Linked DNA regions of Mus musculus: regions 1 and 2 are each linked to region 3. The links are chromatin contacts, called in public HiChIP or PLAC-seq maps. All regions are on one chromosome and are shown on one strand. The core of a region is the stretch at or near the end of the contact, and the rest is flanking DNA. Distances in the headings are between cores, read along the strand shown. Region 1 holds the start of Ubr5 (ubiquitin protein ligase E3 component n-recognin 5). Region 2 has its middle 16 kb from the start of Gm41307. Region 3 has its middle 27 kb from the start of Gm35248.

Region 1 (3,241 bases), core at 242-2,741, 190 kb before region 3:
ATCTCAAGACATGCTTTAATGGAGGCCTCCCTCAACCTCCGAGTCTGTTTTGCAACAGTACAGGGACTTTTTTTCCTGCTTTATCTTAGGTCCCAGTGAGCATGTGGCCCTGCAACTCAATTCAATATCCTAAAGTGGTAAGACACAGTGGCAGAGCGAAGGGGAAAAAAATCCAAATCAAAACAGCCTTAAGAGATTTTTCAAATATTTTAAATCAAAATTCCTCCTCTGCCCGTAACAAACCCAACCCAGAAATTCACAGCGCGTTAAGCAGCACTGCGAACTGCAAACCGAAGAATTTTCCTTTGACACTCCACTCACGGTTTTCAGCTGTCAAATTACAACTCCAGAAAACACTATCATTAGAATAAAAAAGGAAACAAAAAGGCTCTCACCGCAGGGGCCCAGGAGCAGTTTGGCAGTACCAAGGCGAAGGAAGGAGAGCAAAGGGAATCCAATCCACTTCCCCAACCCCCGCCTGACTTCATTCCCCTCCCGGGGCAGTCAACCTCACTGCAGGGGCTCAAATCTAATAATAATAACAATAATCATGGCGCTCCCTCCCTCCTCCCCCTCCCAACCCGCGGTCTGCCGGGAATCTCTCCCCCACCCCCACCCCGCCTCCCCGGGGAAACCCAGCCCCCGGGACACGACTCGCGGGAGCCCCCGAACCCGCCGCTCCTCTTCCCTCTCTTTTCCACCTCCACCATCCCCCATCCGCATTGTCTGTCTCAATTCAACTTTGACTAATATGGATTCCTCGGGCCTGGGCCGGGAGCCCCCGGCTCCGCCGAGTTCAACGAGGCTCCTCGCGGGAGGGGGAGGGGGCAGCGCGCCGGGCCGTCTACACCGCAGCCGCGTCCACACCGCGCCGGCCCCCGCCCCGCGGCCCGAGGCTCCCAAGTTTGGCCCACACCGGGCCTACAGGGGGCGGTAGGGCCCCCGGCGCGGCCGTGGGGGAGGGGAAAAAGGAGGGAGGTGCCCCTCCCCCGCCCCATTACCTGTCATTGAGCTGGTCCTCGGTGCCCGGCAGCGGGTGGACCACGAAATGGATGGACGTCATGGTACCGCCTGCGCGCCCCGCTCCCGGGAACGAGCCGCTCCCGCTGTCGTCCGGCCCCCCGATCCCCTTCCCGTCCCCGGATCCCACGGCCGCCGCCACCGCCTCCTCCTCCCGGTCCCCAAACGGAGGGCCGCGAGCGCGCAGGGACCGCCGCCTCCCCGCCGAGCGTGTGTCCGCGGCCCGGCGGCCCGGCGCGGCGGGCGGGAGGGCGGATCAACGCGCCGCCCGCTCGGCCGGCCACGGCGCGCACGGACGAGGGCAGCCCGGAGCGCGGCGAGCGGCGGGTGGAGAGGTGCCGGGGCGGACGCGGCGGACGCGGGGAGCGGGGAGGGACAGCAGCCCGCAGCGCGCGTCACTGGCGACGAACCGCCGCCGCCAGCGCCGCCGCCGCCATCTTCACTTCTGCCCCAGTTTCTCCGTCTCGCAGCCTGGGCGCCGATCGGCGGGGGAGGGGCGGAGGGCGGGGCCGCGGGGGCGGGGCTCTGCGCGCGGGGCGGGGCTCCGGGAAACGGGCGGCCGGGCCCCAGCGATTGGGCCGCTTAACGTTGTCGGGCCACGGTGCTGTAAGGTGCTCGCCTATTGGCGCGCTGGGCCGCGAGCCCGGCCCCCCGGGGCGGGGCGGCGTGTTCCAGAGAGCACGTGCTCGGGAAGCCGGGCGAAAGGGCACGCGCGCCGGGTTTCTTTTCCTCCCGGATCCCTAATGGTTGTGCATATGCGAATGGCTTGTTGTTGTTTCTCGTCCTCCAGCCGCATTTATACTTAAGAGAAATGTACCCCGAGGAACCAGAGATGCTCCGCTTCCTACGGCAGGCAGTTACGTAAGAGCCTTATCAAAACCTGATAGTAGGATCTTGGAAGTGACTGTGTAGCAGCTTTCATCAGCACTACCATCGTGCAACGTGGAAATTTCCACTTTTTAGTTATTCGTGTGGTTTTTATATGGGGGTGGTTGTGTGTGTGTATACTTTAATGAAAGATGATATGCATCTGTTGTAGGGAGATTTCTTGTGACCTGGGGTATCAGAACTACAACTTATGAAATTCTTCCTCCTCCGCGTACCCTCACTCCCGAACCGGTACAGTTTCCCTCTTAAAGTTTTCTGTGATCCTTTCGAAATATCGAATTCCGCTGAAAGCATGAAGCCTCTTCTCCAGTCTGTAACAGTCGTTCGTTAAATCGGGTATACAACATTAATGATTGCACAGCAGAGCAGTTTTCTTCTCTTCTTTAGTTTAGGAAGTTCTTTTGAGAATACATGAAAAATTAGATATCAAGATTTACTGGGTACACCATGAGACAGATAAGGAATAATTTTTAGTTGGCCATCAGCTCCAGTTTTCACCTAGATAAACTACAAAGTGTTCAAGGCTGGTCAATGATGCACACCTTTGTCCCAGCACTCAGAAGACAGAGGCAGACAGACATCTTAAGTTGTGGGCCAGCCTGATCTAAGAGTTCCAGGCCAGTTAGAACTACACAGTAAGACCTTGTGTCAGTCAATTAATAGTGAGTTAAGCCACTGAAAGCGCTGCATCCCATGACTACCAACCATCCTGTAATTGCTACTTTGATTTTTTTTTCCCCTCAAGTCCGTGTGATGGACACTGCTGGTTCTAGAGTCAGACAAAGTAGAATTTCAGTCCTGATTCTGCTACTTAACCAAGTGGCCTTAATTATTTACCCAGTTACAGCATTTTGTTATACACTGGGTCTAAATACTGTATGTCAAGCAAAAAGATGTGTCAGGCACACAGCAGTTCATACACATAATGAAAGATTTTTAACATATTGTGTGCACTGCTTTATACTGCCAATGGCTCCAAGTACAGTACACCTCACTCTAAGGCAAAGGATGTCCTGGCTAGCCCGGCAGTGGTGATCCACACCTTTAATCTCAATGCTCCAGGGAGGTAGGCAGAGATCTTTCTGTTCCAAGCCAGCCTGGTCTACACAGTGAGTTCAGGAAAGCTAGGAATACACACAGAGAAACCCTGTCTAGGAGAGGTGGAAAAAAGTCCTTGTTGCATAAGGATTCCAGAGCCCAAACACCTTAGTGCTGAGGCTCAGACAAAAAGCAGTTGTGACTCTGAGTCCGTTCACAATATAATAGCTCCCATCTAGTAGTTAATAATTTAGAAGTATGTAAAACCAATCCAAAAAGATAGGCATGATAAACG
Region 2 (2,949 bases), core at 347-2,846, 150 kb after region 3:
CCTTGACTCGCCATCCTCTCCTTTGTCAAAGCCAGCGATGTCTGAGTTTCGCTTCTCTCACAACTCCTTCTTCCTATATAAAAGCTTTCTGGCTATGTTGGCTGCACCAGGCAGTCTAAGAAAAGTCATGGCCAGATCCTGAATTACAACTGCAATGCCCCTTTTACCATGTTCCAGAGATCTGGACACCAGGATCTTTGTGGCTTGGTCCTCAGCCCCCCATGATTCTCTAGGGAGATCTCATCACCGGAAAGAACGGGAAAGAACTCCATCTGGCAGTGTGGACATGAGGAAGCTGGGGTCATTTTTCAAAGGCCTAGGCCACCCGCTCTTAAATCTTCTCCTAACTCCTCGAGCTCAGACTGTCTTGGATCTTGGTGAGCCGACAGGCGTGAGATCCTTGAGGGCCCCCACAGCTCCTTCCCAAAGCAACATTGTTCTCCTCCCCAGCTGCGCAAGGCTGGCTTGCCAGTCTCTTTCCAGGGTGGGGTTGGTTTTCCTACAAGAAAACAGATGGGACAGCTGGCCCCTTCCCCCAACAAGAGAACTAAAGGCCTGTGAGACGGCTCAGAGCATCAAGGTTCTTGTCACCAAGTTTGATAGCCTGAGTTCAATCCCCAGAACCCACATAGTGGAAAGACAGAATGGATTACCATAGCTGCTGATCTTCACACGTGCCCAGCATATGCATATACACAAATAGATAGATAGATAAAATGTAAGTTTAATTAATTAATGAAATACTAAGAAATAGACAAAAGCACTAAAACCCTGTAAAAAGGGCCCCTCAGGGTCCTCTTTCATTTCGTCGGGCCATAGAAAGTGAGGTGTGACCCAGTGAGAGGCCCGCTTCAGAGTGCCCCCTGATGTAGGGTGCTGCAGGGGTCTTGAATGTCCCTGTGTTGAAGACTTGGTCCCAGAATATTTTTCTATAAAGACAGAAGTTGGCTGAGACTCCCTCCCATGGCGTACATGGACATTAGGAGACAGCTTAGAACTGGGGAAGTTAGGAACTGTTGTGTGGGGATCTCAGAAGCCACAGACTCCTGGTCACGCTACTCTGGAGAAGCTCAATGTTTGCCAACACCATGCCCTGGCTCCTCCTTGCCTGACTGTATGGACCAGCATTTTTGACCCAAGCTCCTGAAACTGTGAAGTCAGGCTAGAGAGACCATGGGAGCTGCTGGGCGGTGTGGCTTGAGCTCACTGCCCCACGACTCGCTGCCCACTGGGAATGGTCATGAACAACTATGGCTTTCTTGTTTGCTGGCTTGTTTCTGGTTTGTGCAGTACCAGGGACAGACCTCCCACATGCCAGCTAACGCCTGCTGAACTTCTGGTTTGTACATAGGAATACATAGTGCCTCTCTTTTGGCAGAGCCCTCTCCCCAGTCCACACCATAGTCAGACAGTAAAGCTCTGCCTGATACTTCTCTCTTCATGTCATGCTGCTGGCTGAGGTGACCCTTCTCGGAAAGGCATCTCAGAGTCTCCAGCATGCCAGGAAGTTTCTCCCTCACAGCCTGGAGGAGCACAAACTGTCAAACAGGAATTCAGGTCTGTGGTTCGCCCAGAAGCTGCCAGCCAGAGGAGTGTTTGTTTACATAGCAACCCTCTCTCCTCTTGACAACAGCAGCCTGGAGCCAAGCTCCAGGGTGACAGGTATGGGCAGTGATTTGCTGCAGTAGGTTTTGTCCCATCCCCCAGGACTGCCATTTGTTCCTCAGGAGCCTGAGCTGATCTGGTCTACAGACCATGCCTCACCCAACTGGGCCTCCTTCAGAGCCGACCTCCCATCCCCTCTGAGGACCTTTCTTGAGCCAAGCAAGAGCCCCAGGGTAGCAGTCCTGTTGTTGGGAGCCACAGTGAGCAAGGAAGGAGTGTTAAGGGAAATAGGAATAAGGGGATGCTGGGCATGGCCTGAGAGAGGCAGAGCTGGAGCCCATTGCTGTCACAGCAGGAAGCAGAGGTGGCTCCAGGCTCCTGCTGACATGCGTCCTTTCCCCCAAAGGTCGCAGCTAAGAAGACATTTACCCAGCTTACCTTCCTGAGGCAAAGCTCACCCTCCAGTATGTGAACAGAGAAGAGACCTAAAGATGATAGAGACCAATCTTGACATCTCACAGATGAGAGAAAACTGAGGCCCACGATGCCTAGTGACTTGCTTACAATTAGGCAGCGGTGGGAAACACACACACACACACACACACACACACACACACACACACACACACACACAAGGCAAATGGCCTGTGACTTTCATACCCTAGTCAAAATTCCCTCTGACCAGAGTACACATCTGCATACCAACATGGACTCCAGGATGTCTAGAGCTAGCTCAGTGGTTATCACAGCCACCAGCTTAGCAATGGCTAAGCATGGTCAACTGCCCTCCACGGGAGTTCTTCTTGAGCTCCATCACCAGTCACAGACCACTCTGGGCTAGGGACACTCTGAATTGCCCAAGTTATTTCAGCTGGGCAGAGGGAGAGCAAGGATTTGCATCTAGGTTCACTGTATGTGGGACTCACCTCTCTTCGGATAGGTGCTTCTGTTCCCCACATTCTCATCTTCCCACGCTGCAGCCTGGGCCACAGGCTGGGGTATTTCTGAGAGAAGCCAAGAGGCTACACTCTGAAAAGCATCAACTCACATGTGTGTGTAGGCAAAGCCAGAGCCATTGATCAACACTGAATCAGGACAAACCCTTGGAGATTATCTGAGAATAGGCAGGTGGCACAGGGGACATTCGGGAGGACTGGTGTAGAGGCTGGGGACAGGGACAGGACAGAGATGTAGTTTGCAGTGTGCATTTACTATCCCTTCATTCTGGTGCCATGTGCTTCTCTTGTGCTTTCAAAAGTGAACACATTTTCTAAAAATGAATAGGCGTGGTGTAATCCCAGCATTTAGGAGGTCACATGGCCCCCACCCCCTACACACACACAC
Region 3 (3,099 bases), core at 541-3,040:
GATAACCAAAAATCCAGATTTTCAAAGGCTTGGGGCTCCAGTGTTCTCATGAAAAGATGGTGTTTGCCCCTTGGCTATGCCTTCTCTACTCACATAGCTCCTTCTCCTCAGAGGCATGCTGTCTACCATCCGGCAAAGCCTCATAGCTAGTCTCTGGAATACCAAGGGATAAAAAGGTTTTCCTGCTACATACTAAACTATCTCGTTGGGGCATCTCAACGGGGCCTACTACTGTCCATCTGTGTCTGGAGGCCCAGGCCAGGTTCCATGTTCCCTCCTGGAGCAGACAGGAAGAAATGCTGCAGATTTGCCTCTCACACAGCACAGATGCCTGGTCCACTGTCTGTGAATGTTGTACCACTGTGGACAACAGGAGACTGGTGTGAATAGTTCACTCTCCTTACTCCTGGGAGGTGGGGACCTGAAAGGGAAGGAAGGGCCCCTCCTGCAGGGAGGTTAGCCACATCATAGATCCGTAGCAGTGACTGGGGCCCTTGAAGGTACCAATTGCCCCCTGTTGGGTACGGAACCCTTAACCACTGACGAGGAGAAATGGTGGGCACTAGCCACACTGTCTGCTTCTGTGTTTCATACATACCTCACACATTGGAAGTTGTGAATGAGATGCCAAGTGGCTCACTCATGAAGAATGGTGTTAAATGTGTCTCATTGACACTTGTGGTGAAGCCCTCAATTTACATTGAACAACCATGTGATATTGGTCTACCAAACGTTAACTAACCTTACCAAGGGAAGAGCTAGTGGGCAGAGAGCACACTCCCAAACTTGTAAGCATCCTGCTGGTATGTTTCCAAGAGAAAGACATGGCAGAAATTGTTTGGCCTGGGCTGGGGAAATTTAGCTCAGTGGTGAGATGTCTGTCCAGTAAGCAGGAAGCTTTAGGTTCATCTCTCAGATCTGGGAAGAGAATGCTTTTGACCTCAGGAATGAATGATTTGGGCTAGGGACATGGCTCAGTGGGCACAGTTACTGTCCGAGCTCGGAACTGAACACAGTACCGCAGGCATTCTGAGCATGTGGTCTGTCACTGAGCTGCCCCAGCTCTCTGCAGTTCTACAATCTGTGAGATGCTCACACCCAGATCCCAAACTCTGGCTTTTGTACACAACTGATTTCTCACCATCTGTGACACGCACTGCTGTGCTGTGTGAAGCCAGTCCTAGTACAGGCCAAGAGACAGCTGTGAGGTCCTTGGGGACTTGATGTGAGTTATCTGAGAAGGTGTGGTGGGGTACGGGGGTGTGGTGTTTGTCTTGCCCTAGAGCTGTGGTTCTTAGCCTTCCTCGAGCTGAGACACTTTAATACAGTTCTTCATGGTGCCATGACCTTCAACCATAAAGTGATTTTCATTGCTACTTTATAACTGTAATTTGCTACTGTTATATGAATCATAATGTAAATATCTGTGTTTTCTGATAGTCTTAGGTGACCCCATGAAGAGACCATTCACCTCTCAAAGGCGTCACAACCCACAGGTTGAGAACCACACTGCCCTAGTGAAAGTTCTTATCAAAAGGAAGAGAAGAGCAGTCTAATGGATACCCTAGGACTGGCACAGTGCTGAAGGGCCTTCTGGGACTGTTGGAGGACAAGATTCACAACTGAAGTTCTCTGCCCCAGGCTGTTTCCCCAGACACACAAGTCAACAGCTGAACACACCCTTCAGCTATCTGCTCATTTGGAGACTGGAAAGTTAAACATTGCTCATACTGCGTTTGAGAGACTTCCTACCACTGAGACTCCTTGACCATTTGGGATGCTCAAAAGCTTCCAAGAAAGCATCATGTGACAGGCTGGGTGTTAGAGAGCTGGGACACTGCACCTGGATACTGCCACGCTCTAGTCTTTTTACTACTTGACACTCATTAAACAAATACAGATAGGTGGAGTGGTGGCTCGATTCCCAACAGCAAAACAAAACCCCAAAGCAAAGGATGTGAAGACAAACCTGGTATAAGGAAGTTTCTCTGGGGGAGGGAAGGGCATGAGGACCTGAAGAAGGGGCAGAGGCAGACAGACAGGAGCAGAGGCAGACAGACAGGAGCAGAGCCAGGAGGGCAGAGAAGAGGGGACAGAGGAGGACACACACACACACACACACACACACACACACACGGAGAGAGAGAGAGAGAGAGAGAGAGAGAGAGAGAGAGAGAGAGAGAGAGAGAGAGAGAGAGAGAGAGAGAACAACTAGGAACAGATGGGAACAAAGAGACAGAGAAAGAAAAAGAGAGAGTCAGAAAGACAGAGGGACAAAGAGCAGGGGTAGCAAGCAGTGCTTTTTATAAACCACTTGGTGCATCACCTGTACCTGGAGGTATGGTGGCAGGTGATGATGTAAGCAGTTGCTAGGTCCCTGGGGGAATTCTAGTGCCATGGCCTATAAGCTGACAACTTATATGAACAATGTCTTAGAAAAAACATGAAGGACCAAAGTGTGTGTGTGTGTTTGTGTATGCTTATGTAGAGATTATATTATGTATAGATGACATAAGTAAATTCTTATTGAATGACAAAAACACTAAGAGATTCTGGGTACTTACACTATGAGATGACATTAGAGCTTAAGCCCAGCAAGACTTGAGTATTTATTGCCACCCAAACTAAGCATACAGGCAGTGTCTGTATCATGGAAGCTGCCGAGTTGCACCTTTGGCCGACCTTACATGGTAAAGCTCTTAAAATAACAGTGCCTCTGATCCGAGCCTGGTGGTATGTTGTGGGTTGGTCTTATGCTCTGTGTATCCAGATGCTGATTCCGGGGCAGGACATCTAGTTACAGTCTAGACACAGGCGCTGTAATGGATATTGAAGACTCCCCTGTATCAGTGTGATGTAAAGAAAGTTCCCCAATTATCACTGATTGATTAATAAGAAGGCTGAACAGCCAGTGACGGGGCAGAGGAGATAGAAAGGCTGAACTTCTGATCCCGGTGAGGGAGAGGAGCCAGGAGAAGGATTTGGCCATGAGGCAGGTGGAGGTCAAAAAGCAGGACCATGAGATGGAAAAAAAGGGAAGAAGATTGGCCGTGAGGTCAGGCATGAGAAGGAGCCATCAAGGGAGTTCTCCATGAGCAC

The links. HiChIP or PLAC-seq counts read pairs in DNA pulled down with a chosen protein or histone mark.
Region 1: a FOXA1 HiChIP or PLAC-seq map of pancreatic cancer cells shows a contact between it and region 3. The contact joins the promoter of Ubr5 here to the enhancer-like site in region 3. A contact is called at or near these places in 15 of 39 promoter capture datasets (the 3T3-L1 cell line, 3T3-L1-derived adipocytes, the C10 cell line and 10 more), 5 of 484 Hi-C or Micro-C datasets (the C2C12 cell line, CD8 T cells, myocytes and 2 more), 26 of 115 datasets of contacts at active chromatin or transcription factors (the 230-238 cell line, the SCID.adh cell line, bone marrow-derived macrophages and 19 more) and 2 of 9 other capture datasets (adipose tissue and liver).
Region 2: a contact with region 3 is called in a FOXA1 HiChIP or PLAC-seq map of pancreatic cancer cells. The contact joins two enhancer-like sites. A contact is called at or near these places in 10 of 484 Hi-C or Micro-C datasets (cardiomyocytes, embryonic stem cells, liver and 2 more), 7 of 115 datasets of contacts at active chromatin or transcription factors (astrocytes, double positive thymocytes, embryonic stem cells and 3 more) and 1 of 9 other capture datasets (embryonic stem cells).

What each region holds. Positions count from the first base shown.
Region 1 is chr15:38,077,363-38,080,603 of GRCm38.p6, forward strand. Ubr5 (ubiquitin protein ligase E3 component n-recognin 5) reads right to left here and starts at 1,492. Exons shown (of 59, transcript NM_001112721.2): 1 at 1,002-1,492. The coding sequence starts at 1,063.
Region 2 is chr15:38,419,370-38,422,318 of GRCm38.p6, forward strand. No RefSeq gene overlaps it. Among named protein-coding and RNA genes, the nearest start is that of Gm41307, 16 kb to the left of the region's middle. Within about 2 kb of position 1,597, at least 105 of the 459 cell types and tissues checked have an H3K27ac peak or open chromatin away from gene starts, as enhancers often do. A contact at or near this core is called in pancreatic cancer cells, where this site is marked.
Region 3 is chr15:38,270,206-38,273,304 of GRCm38.p6, forward strand. No RefSeq gene overlaps it. Among named protein-coding and RNA genes, the nearest start is that of Gm35248, 27 kb to the right of the region's middle. Within about 2 kb of position 1,791, at least 16 of the 459 cell types and tissues checked have an H3K27ac peak or open chromatin away from gene starts, as enhancers often do. A contact at or near this core is called in the C2C12 cell line, CD8 T cells, memory CD8 T cells and 1 more, where this site is marked.